Regions from separate parts of the Zea mays genome. Here region 1 is linked to region 2. Evidence: chromatin contacts called from public Hi-C data. All regions are on one chromosome and are shown on one strand. Each heading gives the region's core, a stretch centred on a gene start, on an enhancer-like site or on the middle of the called end of the contact. The rest is flanking DNA. Distances are from core to core; before and after follow the strand shown. Region 1 has its middle 100 kb from the start of LOC103632712. Region 2 has its middle 92 kb from the start of LOC100280930.

Region 1 (6,382 bases), core at 1,733-4,232, 140 kb after region 2:
AGTTGATGATCTTAGTAAAGATGCTTATTATACCATCATGACTAGTAATGATGATATGTTTGTTAATGTGCATGATCTTTGGACTAGAATTAAAATGAAGTATTCTAAGTCCAAATGCATTGTCTCTACTTCTTATCGTATTTGTACTACTAACCCTTTGAAGGAAGAAGAAGAAGAGCGATGGAGACCAAACGATAAATCCACCTCTACAAAAGGCTTGTTTGTCCATTCTGCTTTGCATGCTTTTGCTAATGATAATGCTAGGGAGAACGAGACAGATGATGTGGAAGAAGATGAGATACACTAGCTTTGCACTCATCTCAACAAGGAAGATAAGACAATTTTGATGAAATTGTTGAGAAGAGCGGAAGAACAAAGCAAGACGCTTCTCAAGCTAGAAGAGACCCTCATCAAGACAAAGAAAACCTAGAGAAGCTGACCAAAGAACATGAGGAGCTAAAGTGCTCTCGTGGTGATTTGGTCCAAAGATATGAATCATTTTTAATTGAGCGCATCAATAATGAGAATTAACTATCATGTATTGCTCAAGTTTAAGTTGATAATGCCATGATCAAGGATCAAGTAGAAATGCTAAAATTTGAAAAGGTAGCATTAGATGAAAACATGATATGCTTTCTTGTTTCATGAAAAATTAATTGATGATCACATCATGTTTAATAATGCTCATGAGGTTGTGATTACTAATGTAAATTCTTATTGACCTCATAAATGAACATGTGTTCAATTTGAAAATATATTACCATTGCTAACCTATGTTGCTCCCAAGTAAGCCAATGTCCGATTGAGCAACAAATTTCAGTTTTAAAAGAAAATAAGCTCATGGAAGAAGTCAGAAGGCTTAGAAGGAACATGAAGAAACTAAGGAGAAAGTGTTATGCTTGACCTCCTCAGATAACCATGGACGCACGGTGAAGAAGCTTGAGAAGGGAGAAACAATAACATACACCAAGCTCCATCTAGAGAAGAAATTTCCTGGAGCAACGAATCAAACTAACAACATGAGCAAGGATTAAGGTAACTATTCAAGTGTTCATGTTTATTGCGCTATCAATGTCTCCTTGTCCTCCAAGAGTAGAAAGAGGAGAAAAGACATGAGATGCTTTAGATGCAAAGATAAGGGCTACACGATTGCTTCATGTCCTCACATGGAGAATAAGATCCATGTATCACTAAAGATGATCATCGCGCACAAGGAAGAGCAACAAGAAGCAAATGCTGCACAAGACTGAACATTGCATTTTCTACAATTGCCATGAACTAGGTCATCTTAAAAAGGTTTGTACTAAGGGTAAAATTCCTAAGCCTAGCAAGTTCATTCATTCTTATTCGCTTAGGAAATCCAAATATTACACTTGTGCTAGAACGGTTATTAGTTCAGCCAAGTTTAGCACAAATGTTATTTGGGTATCCAAAGCCTTATTGGCTAATCTTGATGGACCCATCTCAAGATGGGTACCAAAATGTGCAAACTAGTCTTAACAGGAACATGGAGATGAATCGAAGGCTTTGGGATGCTTGAGCAGTTAAATCAAATTCTAAACTCAAGTTATTAATCTTACAATTGTCTATTACTTATGATTGACACAAAGATGAATTGTCATATCATGAACTTCATATTCATCTTGAGTTAAGTTGTGTTGTAGGATCAAAGATCTCAATAATGGTGAATTAAGATCAAAACCTACAAAATGCTAAATTCTAAAGGACGGTAACATATAATCTTAAGTGTTCATTTCTTTCAATTGGTATAACCCTTGTGTCTTGAGTAGTCACATAGGAAAATTTGAAGCAGTTGAGAATGTTCTTTAAATGTTTTGCCTTCTTTTGGAAAGATCCATCTTATTATAGATTGTGTATGCTTTAATTCGTCTGTTGTTGCAATCCACATTCTATTCATGCCATAGTGTTATTTCTATCATTTAGTCTGTCGTTTGGTATATCGTTTTTACGATTGCCTAGACATAAAGAGAATGATCCCAAGCTCTTAATGGAATAAAGTGCTTCGCATGAAATTCAAATTTTTAAAGCACTCATTAATGGAACTCTCTTTATGACTAGGATGGGTTTCGTTGGGCCTCCTTTGGGCTCAACTGGATTTTTTTTATTCTGAAAACCTTTATCATTGCCAGATTAAAACCGGATGCTACCTGTGATGAGCATTCTATAGTCGTATAGTAGTCTCGTTTTGAGTTGCTAATAGTCCTAGTCAATGAACAATGATCTCTCCCTCCGTGCGTCTCAAATTTGGGTCTTGTTGTGCTGTTGTTTTGTATGTATAATCCTATGATATGTACAAAATTTGAGTAAGGGATAAAAGAATATGTTTTCGGGAGTTTCGTAGCCACCGCATGCTAGGCCCATACATATTACTCTGGTACACATTATTTGTGCAATAACCAGGAGGTTGTTCGGAGTATTTTTAATTGGTTATATAGACAACATGGTAGCTACACTACACTACACCTTATCACACCCTGAAAGCTATCACCTAGCTAGTGACTGATCGGATCATATCACACATGCATGATGCACAAAGGATCCAGCCAAACACATGCATGGTATCCATCCACAATGGGCCAGCACACAGGTGGATGAGTGGGGCCGTGGGAGTTTGCTAGTAAAGGTGAAGCAAGACTAGATGGGGAGGTTGGAGGAATTTAAACTCCCATTGCCCTAGTCTTTTCAGCCAGCCTTTCATCAATTTGGTAGTAATCTTTTTCGATGATGGGGCCGGGAGCAGGAGAGGTGCGATGGAAAGAGCTTGTGGCTAGCCGCTGCTGTTGTTCTTTCTGTGCTGCCGCGCGCTGCTGCTGCTAGCTACGGAGTACTCCTAGGCTAGCTAGTTAGGTAGGAGGAACGCAGCAAGCAAAGAATATAATCTCATTCCCATGCGTTCCGTCCAGCCCATAGGCAAAGCCATCTCCTAGCTCCTCCTCCCGTCCAATCAGAAGGAAGCACGTGGGCAGGACACGACCAGGCTTTCCCGTTCCATCCTATCTGAACACGAAATCCAAGCTATAGGTAATACAGTAGTGTAGCTAGCAACCGCTTTTGTGTCACATGCATGGATGGCCGCCTTTCCAATAGATCTGCATGGTAGAGCATGGGTGTGGCATGGCATGGATCAGGGATCAGGGTCACCCCCACCGAAGGCATTGCTTGCTATATGCTAATAGGCAGTATACATGCTTTTGATGTTGACAGGGGACGGTGGTGCCAATGACATAAAGTGATTGCCATGTTTATTCCCAAACGACACTTTTAGCCTTTTACCAAAAGAGCTTTAAGAGATAGATTCGCTAGATAATATGCCGGTCCTGTCCTCGGAGTTGTCGGTAGGCGTCAAGTCAACAGAAGAAATACTCTAAGGATGTTATGTTTCAGATGGCTCTCCCCCTTCACGTTTTTTTAACCAAATAGGCTCAGCTCCACGTAAGTCTGCTTTAAAAAAGAGTAGAGTCAAGAGAGAGCATCCAAACTTTTAGTTTTTTTTAGCTAATCTATGATAGAGTTTGTGGAGCTAAGGTTAGTCATGTTTGACTAGCTTAGTTGTTGTGTGTTTGGCTTATAACCATAGTTGTGGCAAGGTTTTTCACCTTTTGCATAAATTCCACCGGTCAATGACTTGTAAAAATGTGGCAAGATTTCCTTTGACATTGCCAAGATGTGGTCGACAATTTGTGCGCCTAACCTTAGGCAAATGTGGAACAAAAAATATATAGCAATCTGTGGCACACCTTAGACATACAACCAAACACGCCAAGTCTCTAGCTATGGTTTCAGGCCAAGGATATAAAAGCGATTGAAGAGCTTCGATCTTTGTTCATTGAATCCTCATCGGACTACTTTGACTATCCATAGTTGAATCAAAAGTACATGGTGCTGAAGGTGATAGAAGCAAAGATTCGGCTGCGACGGCGAAAACCTTCCTCTACAAGTGATGCCTAAAAGGAGCCTCAGCTAAGAAAAGATGTGCATGCAGGCCTGTATGATGAAAATGTCATAAATTCACATCTCCAAGTATGGAGCTCTACTACATAAGCGAGAGGGGTAAAAAATTGTAATTTCATGGGAGGTTGTATAGGAGCTCGATCATGTAAATAGTTTACAATATAACTACCAAAACGGATCGGACCTTAATTTGACAGAATTTGTGCTTGTGGTTGTCCTCATGCCGTCGCGAGAGCTATCAGAGGCATAATTTATAATTCCAAAATTTATGTTTGTGATGGTTAATGTCTTTTATTTTTCTGTGTGCTCATGGTTCACATTTACTTATATTGTATGCTTCTTGTTGGAACTGTTACTTGATTTAAAAGTCGTAATAACCTCGCTCGAAGATGTCTGAATGATTATGCTTGTAAATGAAGAATGACATTCATCAATCATCAATGGATACATGGATAACGATTAGTCCGTTTCATTTTACCGGCCTCCTCTCCTCCTTTCGAAATATGAAAGGAGCAGATAATATATCGACATAATCATGTGTTGTGCTATTGTTGTTCTTTTGGAATTACTAATAGGTCTCCAACGACCTTCTTAGCAACTGATTTAATGAATAAGGTGTGTACCTCTTAGTTTCAAACGTCCATCCATATTATTCGCTAGAACTAAACAACCCCCATATGAGTGTGTGTGGGTGTTTGTTAAATATGTGGGCACTGCACAGATAGATTCCGAGCGGCCATAGATGGAGACCACAGGAAATAGGTCCATAGGACATCCGGTGTGTGTGTGCAGGGGTGGTCAAAAGGCATCGACATTAGGAATAGTAACAGTGTCACAGTAAAATAACGTTGCCCAAGATGGGGATGGCAAGGGAGGCCAGCGCTGAAAGAAGACACAGAGCGAGAGGCGCGGACAGACGGACGGACGACTCTCTCTGCTCTCTCTCTCGGGAGGAGAGGTGACAAAGAGGGACCGGAGAGAGACAGGCAATCGCATTGAAGCTGCTGGCAGTCGTCCACAGAGTATTTTACTGCTTTCCTCGACTATGACTTCTCTTTGTCAGACGAATTGCTGCAGCCTGGACGTGGTGCCTGCTGCTCAAGGAGATGGAGAGAGAAAGGACGGAGAAGAAGAAGAGAGAGAGAGAAAGAAACGCAGTGTAGCATGTCCAGTCTAGAGAGAGGAATACAGTAATATGGGGAGAGAGAGAGAGAGAGAGAGAGAGAGAGAGAGAGAGAGAGAGAGAGAGAGATAGGGGCTCTGCAGTCTGCTCGTGCATGTGTGTCCTGATGAGCGCGCGCGGAGAGCCGGCGACCGACCGACCGACCGACTCGCTGGCTAGAGAGCCAGCAGCAGGGGAGTAGTAAAAGAGCAACATCCCTGATATAAATACTACGTACAGTATGTACAGTATAGTCAGAGCGTGGGAGGGAGGGGAGAGAGAGAGAGCGCGTGTGTGCCAGCGTGAGGCCGTGCGAAATGATTTTGTAATCCATTGCTTTATGATTGAGCTCCTCCTTTCCCTGCCACTGCTCCCCTCTCTCTCCTCCTTTTCCTTCTCCTTTGTTTTTTTGACGCTGACACAAAAGAAGTCATGATGGCCTTATGATAGATGTGCATGTAGCAGTATGACCGATTGCATCTTCTTCCTTCCACCACCCACCGCCCCTTCTCTCTCTCTTTCTCTCTCTCTGTCCTCATTGTGCTGCCTGCTGCCCTGCCCCGCCCCGCCCCTGCCTGCCTGTGGGTCTTTGGAAAGGACCGGTCCCCGACGTGTGGCCCAGCTGCCAGTCCGCTGTGCGTGCAACCCACTGCTGCCTGCTCTCTCTCTCTCCTCTCTTCGTCCATCCATATCAGCGCTGAGCTAGCTGCTGGCCTCTTGCACTGCATTTCATTTCATTGCATGCATGGCTCTTCTTCCTCTTTTGTTAACAGCTGACCCCTATGGCCCTATCTACTCACTCTCTCATGGTACGTACTAGCAGCACTGATTCTATAATGTATGCTACTACGATGAACCAACGAGCTGACCCACCTTAACAGTAGCGCTTTACATACTGTATGAGTACATGCTGCCGTCTTTTTACGGGCTAGGCTAGATGTGTTGCAAATAATGCAAGAACACGCGATGGGCTGAAAATCCATTTTTAAGAAACTCATATTTTATCATAAACAGATACTCCAGATTCACGCCCTAGCTAGGATGGGGGACCAGGACATATCAACAGGTACTCTTTTGTTCGGATAAATTTTATGACTAAATTTATAGAAAAAAGAGGACTAATGTTTATAATATGCAATACATATACTATAACAATATAGTATCTTATCTTAGGGAACATATCAAGTGCATATGGTGCATATATTAGATCACGACCATACATCATAGATCCAAGGGTCTCCAACACCT
Region 2 (6,747 bases), core at 155-2,654:
TTTTTTCAATTTTAACATTTTTTTAAAAAAATTAAATTTTAAAAATATACATGTAGTAAACCGATACCGTCCATCGGCAGGTTTGGTAAACCGAGCGCTTTACCGCCGGTTTCCACCGGTTTTGTAAACCGTGCTTGACACCCGATTCGGATAGTGGTAGTCACCTTAAAAAATATATCACCTTTGTTGTGTGTTTTTAGGTAGCTCTATATAGCTGTAGGCTAGCACATCTTCTTGCCGGCTAGTCGTCTGCACTATAGAAACCTTAGAAACTTGGTCCGGCAATACTTCAGATACACTATAAGATATAATTTGACAGCCGTTCACTATTTTTCTGTAAATTTAGTGAAAAGTTAGATGAAGCTAACTTAGCGCAGAAGTAAAATGACTTAACATTTATCCGCCAAAATACCATGAATGCACCTGTATGTAAATATTTGGTTTTTTAGAAACACGTCGTTTTGTTCATTACAAAAACTTGAACAATTTGTGTCATGAAAATTAAACCACACGCGCGCGAAGCCTTTAAGTCGATCTTACAATCCCCCCCCCCCCCCCCCCCCCCCCCCCGATTGGTATATATGGTCATATATATAGATCATGTGTCCCTCTATAGGTAGCTAGTTGATTAAACTAGTAACAGACAACAATGAGCTGTAGACATATAGCTAGAATAAAAAATTTACGAGTAGCTTCTCCGGATGCAGAATAAAACCCTTCCTCAAATCTTCTACTACCGGCCGGCGCCCCCTCGCATGTCTTCCCCCAAGATATTCCGTCTAATCCAGGTTCAGCCCTGTCTGGGATTATTACTCTATGTCACCGCCAAATATTAATGACCAAATCGATGCACAAGCACGCATAGTATGTGAATGTATGCGCCAATGCAAGTTGACTCTCTGCTGCGCTCATCACATGAGCATCATGGCTCCAAACCCCAAGGCTCCATCGGGCAAACCCTAGCTTGCATGCCTTGCTTAGTACACACACGCCTTGGGAACAACTCCCTCGTCTGAAATGTATATTATCTTCTTTACTTTCAAGTGCAAATCCCTATTCCTTTTTGGCCATTTTCTCGAGCAGATCCAAAGCATTCTGGTTAGGACGACGGAGGAGGACAGGACCCTGCGCTGGGTCGTCGTCTGAAATATATATGAGAAGTAATGTTAAAAACGTCAGCATTTGCGCGCATTGGTCATGAATGAAATGACGAGAGTAAAACAGAGCCGCGGTAGGGAAGACTAAACATGAAATGGACGACGTGACTTGACAATAATGTACGTACAGCTTTTACAACCAACACACACACAGGGATCAAATTACCAGCACTACGTACGGTACACTGCGGCCATATAGTGCCCAGCTATTTAAGGAGGGGAAAAAAACTGTTGATGATAGATGAGGGGTAGCTGGGTGTTACTGTTCAAGCCATAACACAGCCACTAGCGAGTACTATACCTCACCCCTCTCTATCCTGTCCTCGCTAAGAAAACTTCTCTAGGCGATGCATGCATACATGTATGCAAGCCGAGACACAGCGCGCGCACAGGGGGAGAGACACTACCATATGGCTGGAAGGATCATAACTCGTGCATGGCACTACTACGCACAGTCGATGCTTGCAGTTGCAGCAGGGGCCGTGTATTTATGAGAGGTTTTCGGAGCGAGCGCATGCATCATGTGCATCATGCATTCATGATCGATCGATCCCATATATCCTATCGTATCCATGGATGTCTCGTCTCTCGGATCGGAATGGTGGATGGACAGTGGACTGCATGCACGCCTGTGCGCGCGGACGACTGCATGCAGCGCGCGTCATCTACATCTACGGTGCTGCATCTGCATGCATGCATGCATGGCGCGGAGGACGTACCATAGACCGCAACACAGACAGCAGTACAGCACCCTCCCTGACCCCGCACCGCCTCGAGTTGCGACCCCGCGCATGCGCGTTCCTCGCAGGTGCGCACACGCATCCGCAGCATCTCTCCATGCAGCCACACATGCTTGTTTCCGTAGGAGCCACCAGATCGAGCATGAGATGCATGCAGTCGTCGTCGCTGCTACAGTCTCTGCACTGAAGTACTGAACAACACACACACACACAGAAATACTGGTGCCGAGATCGATGATCAAGCATGCATGCATGTCTGCAGCTAGATGCTATAGTGCATGCATGTAGTATATACCAGCCTGTGGCCCTGTGGGATCTCTCTGCCCGTCATCATATACACGTTGCCCCGTGATGATTGTCCACAGCCTACAAGGTAGCTAGCCATCCATGCACCATGCAGCACAGCCCCTACTCAATGTGTCCTACAGACAGGAGCGCGCGGCAACGGAAGAATATAATGGAAAGAAGAAGGACCTCTACAAAACAATCGGTCGAAACGTGTATAACTATCGGTCGAGGCCGGTGGCGTCGTGTACGTGGTAGCTAGGCACAGAGCCAGAGACACGACAATACGTATAGCCTTTGGGGGAAAAGGGGTACGACTCATCATATCCATCCAATACTAGGTTTTAGCTGCTTGTATCTATGTCTTCCAAATATTATTTTCATGTTTTCTGGTCAGCGAGCTCTCTCCAACCATTCTGGCTGCTATACACACATCTTCTTTTTCCTGTATTTTCTAGAATATATTTTATGAAAAAAATTCAAATTACTTCACTCACTTATGGACGATATATGCATATAACTTAGCCTAGAAAAAATATTTTACGATTTTTATAATATTTTTTCGATAGGTTAAAGATTAGAAAATATAGTAAATTTAATGGTATACAACTAAATGTGAAATAATAATAAAAATTCTATGTTAAGTTACGGCATTAGCTACTAACCAATAAAATTTGAACTAAAATCTCAGTTTGTACATAATAAATAAAAAAGACAAATTTTGTTAAGGGGTGGATTGAACCAACTCAAATATATGGAGGGGCAAATTGAATTAAAAAGTACTTTTGTGGGTTATATGAATATTGTACTTTAGAATTTTTCCTATATTTTACTATATCTCCCTAAGGCCTTGTTTGGTTGCATGGAGATCGGAGGGATCGAGGTGATTAAATTCCTTTCTATTCAATTTTGATTAGCAATAGATTTAATCCCTTTCAATCTACTCCTAACCAAACAAGCCCTAAAAGATTCCCCTACATATAAGACGTCTCCAACCATTCCCTCTCTATACAACTCTCTCTATACACCATAGCTCAGTTATTATTTATTTATTATTTTTGATTTTTTTAAAAAAACACATACAATATTATTATAAAGTTGCGGGCTTAAACAGAATTAATATCAAAAGAAACAATGTAATTCTAGCCTCTCTATATATAACAGGATCTAGAAACCCTCCATAGAGGCAATGGGACATGATCCTATCACATAGAAACAAAGTCATTCACATCTAAGCGCAGAGCATCCAACATGATCTAATCTGATTGGTCATATAGACATAGTCCCTCATATATGCAATATAATCTTCAACCAACCCATACAAAACGTAGGGTACAACAATTTGTTTGCCTAAACCTATCTAAATGTTATGTTATTTGTCATGTACACCATCACAACCCATTCTTCATGTCCTTTCTAAAATAAACCCACCATAGGGAACAACCTATGGTGGACCATGCGGTATTAAACACCAAAAATTGTGCCACATCTAGTGTACAATGAACATGTCCGGTGCATTATCGGAGCCTCCATCCTTTTTGCAACCTCTATTATAGAAATATCTCATGTTTGGTGCATGAGATATGGTGCACACCTTGATGTTCGATGCCCCTAGTTGCAATTGCCCTTCTTTTTCACACAACATTGTTGGTATCTAGTGCCTTGTTTTGTGCCACACTAAACTCATCTAGTGCTATCGAGCAACATTTGTTTATCTTCATTTCATCATGTGTGTTCATCTAGGTTTATTCCACCCTATGTCTTGGAACCTTACACATACTTGTAGGTCTTCATCAAGGATTCTAATGTCTTAGATTTAGGTGTTGATCATCTATAGCACCCATTTTCCTAAGTCCAAGTCCACTTTACATCCAATTTAAATACACAAAATACGTCAAAAATTACTTTAGTCCAAATGGTCTTGATCATCATTAAACACCAAAACAAAACTTAAATGGACCATAGGATCCATTTTCCTTACAATCTCTTCCTTTTGGTGACTGGTGTCGGGGACCATAATTAGGGGTACCCCCAAGACTCCTAATCTCAGTTGGTAACCCCCATCAGCACAAAGCTGCAAAGGCCTGATGGGCGCAATTCGGGTCAAGGCTCCGTCCACTCAAGGGACACGATCTCGCCTCGCCCGAGCCCAGCCTCGGGCAAAGACAGCCGACCTAGGAGGATTCACGTCTCGCCCGAGGGTCCCCTCAAGCAACGGGCACACCTTCGACTCGCCCGAGGCCCAGCTCGGGCAGGCTTCGCGGAGAAGCAACCTTGGCCAGATCGCCTCGCCAGCCGACCGGATCGCAGGAGCATTCAATGCAAGGATCGCCTGACACCTTATCCTGACGCGCGCTCCTCAGTCGACAAGGCCAAAGTGACCGCAGTCACTTCGCCCCTCCACTGACTAACCTGACAGGAAAACAGCATCGCCTGCCCTGCTCCGACTGCTGTGCCACCCGCCAGGGTGAGACTGACAGCAGCCAAGTCCAGCCTCGGGCGCCATAGGAAGCTCTGCCTCACCCGACCCCAGGGCTCGGACTCAACCTCGACACCGGAAGACGGTCTCCGCCTCGCCTGACCCCAGGGCTCGAACTCCACCTTGACCTCGGAAGACGGTCTCCGCCTCGCCCGACCCCAGGGCTCGGACTCAACCTCGACCTCGGACGACGGACTCCGCCTCGCCCGACCCCAGGGCTCGGACTCAGCCTCGACCTCGGAGGAATCACCGCCTCGCCCGACCTTGGGCTCGGATCGACCACGCTACAGGGGGGCCCATCATTACCCTAGCCCTAGCTAGCTCAGGCTACAGGGAACAAGACCGGCATCCCATCTAGCTCGCCCCGGTAAACAAGTAATGATGGCACCTCGCTTGCTCCATGACGACGACAGTTCTCAGCCCCCTACGGAAGCAAGGAGACGTCAGCAAGGACCCGACAGCTCCGACAGCTGTGCTCCTACAGGGCTCAAGCGCTCCTCCGACGGCCACGACATCACATGAACAGGGCAGCAACACCTCTCCAACAACCACGTTGGCATGTACATAGGACTCTGGCTTCCCTCTGCTAGACACGTTAGCACATTGCTACGCTCCCCATTGTACACCTGGGCCTTCTCCTTACGTCTATAAAAGGAACGTCCGGGGCCCTCGTACGAGAAGGTGGCCGCACGGGAGGACGGGCTGACGCACAGGCTCTCTCTCTCTCCCTCGCAAACGCTTGTAACCCCCTACTGCAAGCGCATCCGCCCTGGGCGCAGGACAACACGAGGCCGTGATTCCCCTTACTGTTTTCCCCCTTGTGTTTCGTCTCGCGCCGACCCATCTGGGCTGGGACACGCAACGACAATTTACTCGTCGGTCCAGGGACCCCCCGGGGTCGAAACGTCGACAACTGGTGACAACAAGACTAATGCAAGTAAATCGAGTATACAAAAAATTAAAATGCAATCTACTTTCTAGGATGCAATACAAAGGCAAGATCATATGATCCTAAAAGATATCAATTGAATGCATAGGTCATACTTATCTTGCCCTTGCCAATGTCCCCTAAAAGGACAGATGACCTAGAGGAGGGGGTTAATTGGGCTTCTCTAAAATTTCTTATACAATTAAGGCCTAACAATCATCCCACCTCACCCGTTGTGCCTAGAAGTGCTTTCTACAATATAATCCAAAGTTTTGCATCCTAGATTCCAATCCATTTTTAGCAAAGTAGGTACTTGAATGTAATTGCACAAATGTAAATGTTTAAAGTAAAGCTAGGATTAAGAATGCCTCAATGTTTTCTTGAGGTACCAAAGAGTCGGCACTCCCCACTAGTCCTCGTTGGAGCACCCATGTAGGGCTATCACTCCCCATTGGTCCGCGAAAGTGTTCTCTATGATGGCCACCCACAATCTCCTAAGTAATATCCAAACTCATTGTCGCCATAAAATTGCCTAGGTGATGCCAATCACCAAGAGTAATAAGCACAAACTCTCACTTGATCTATCCAAGGCTAAAGATAATAGTGGATGCACACTGTTGGAACTTGCTCTCTGCTGCAAGTGGGCCAACAAGAGTGAACAGTGGTGACGACAGGGTTACGTGCACGGGGGCAATAGCTCTGTTAATCTAGCCTCTCACGGGCACTGTGCGGGGGTATTTATAGGTATTTGAGTGCCCAGCGTCTTGTGCTAAGGACGCATGTGCCCTCAGACGCCTAGTTTATCCCCGGAATATTCCCATAAAGCAGGGTTACAAGCTGTAATTACAAGTATGCCTTTACAAGTTAGGCCCGTAATACAGAGGCGGCCACGCGGGGCCCGTTACGATGGGCCGGATCACACGTGGGCCTTGGGGCTGAACGAGGCCGCGCCGTGGGAGGACGTCGCCGCAGGCCTTCGTCAAAGTGCCGAGTCCTGCGAAGGGTGTCCCTGCCCGCTTTGTCTTCGTCGGATCAGCGGCTGCAGCGAAGGGTGGCGTCTTTGCCTTCGCCCCAACATTTGCCCTCCGAGGGACCAGTTCGACAAAGTCACCTGGTGCCGAAGACGTCGCTAGATGGCGGAGACGCTGCCCTCGCTCG

Evidence for each region. Hi-C and Micro-C count contacts between places; a contact is called where the count stands out from the background.
Region 1: a contact with region 2 is called in a Hi-C map of tassel, with 2.1 times the contacts expected there. The contact joins two enhancer-like sites. A contact is called at or near these places in 2 of 25 Hi-C or Micro-C datasets (ear and tassel).

Annotation. Positions count from the first base shown.
Region 1 is chr7:112,147,234-112,153,615 of Zm-B73-REFERENCE-NAM-5.0, forward strand. No RefSeq gene overlaps it. Among protein-coding and RNA genes, the nearest start is that of LOC103632712, 100 kb to the right of the region's middle. Within about 2 kb of position 2,983, at least 15 of the 20 cell types and tissues checked have an H3K27ac peak or open chromatin away from gene starts, as enhancers often do. A contact at or near this core is called in ear and tassel, where this site is marked.
Region 2 is chr7:112,006,982-112,013,728 of Zm-B73-REFERENCE-NAM-5.0, forward strand. No RefSeq gene overlaps it. Among protein-coding and RNA genes, the nearest start is that of LOC100280930, 92 kb to the left of the region's middle. Within about 2 kb of position 1,405, at least 10 of the 20 cell types and tissues checked have an H3K27ac peak or open chromatin away from gene starts, as enhancers often do. A contact at or near this core is called in ear and tassel, where this site is marked.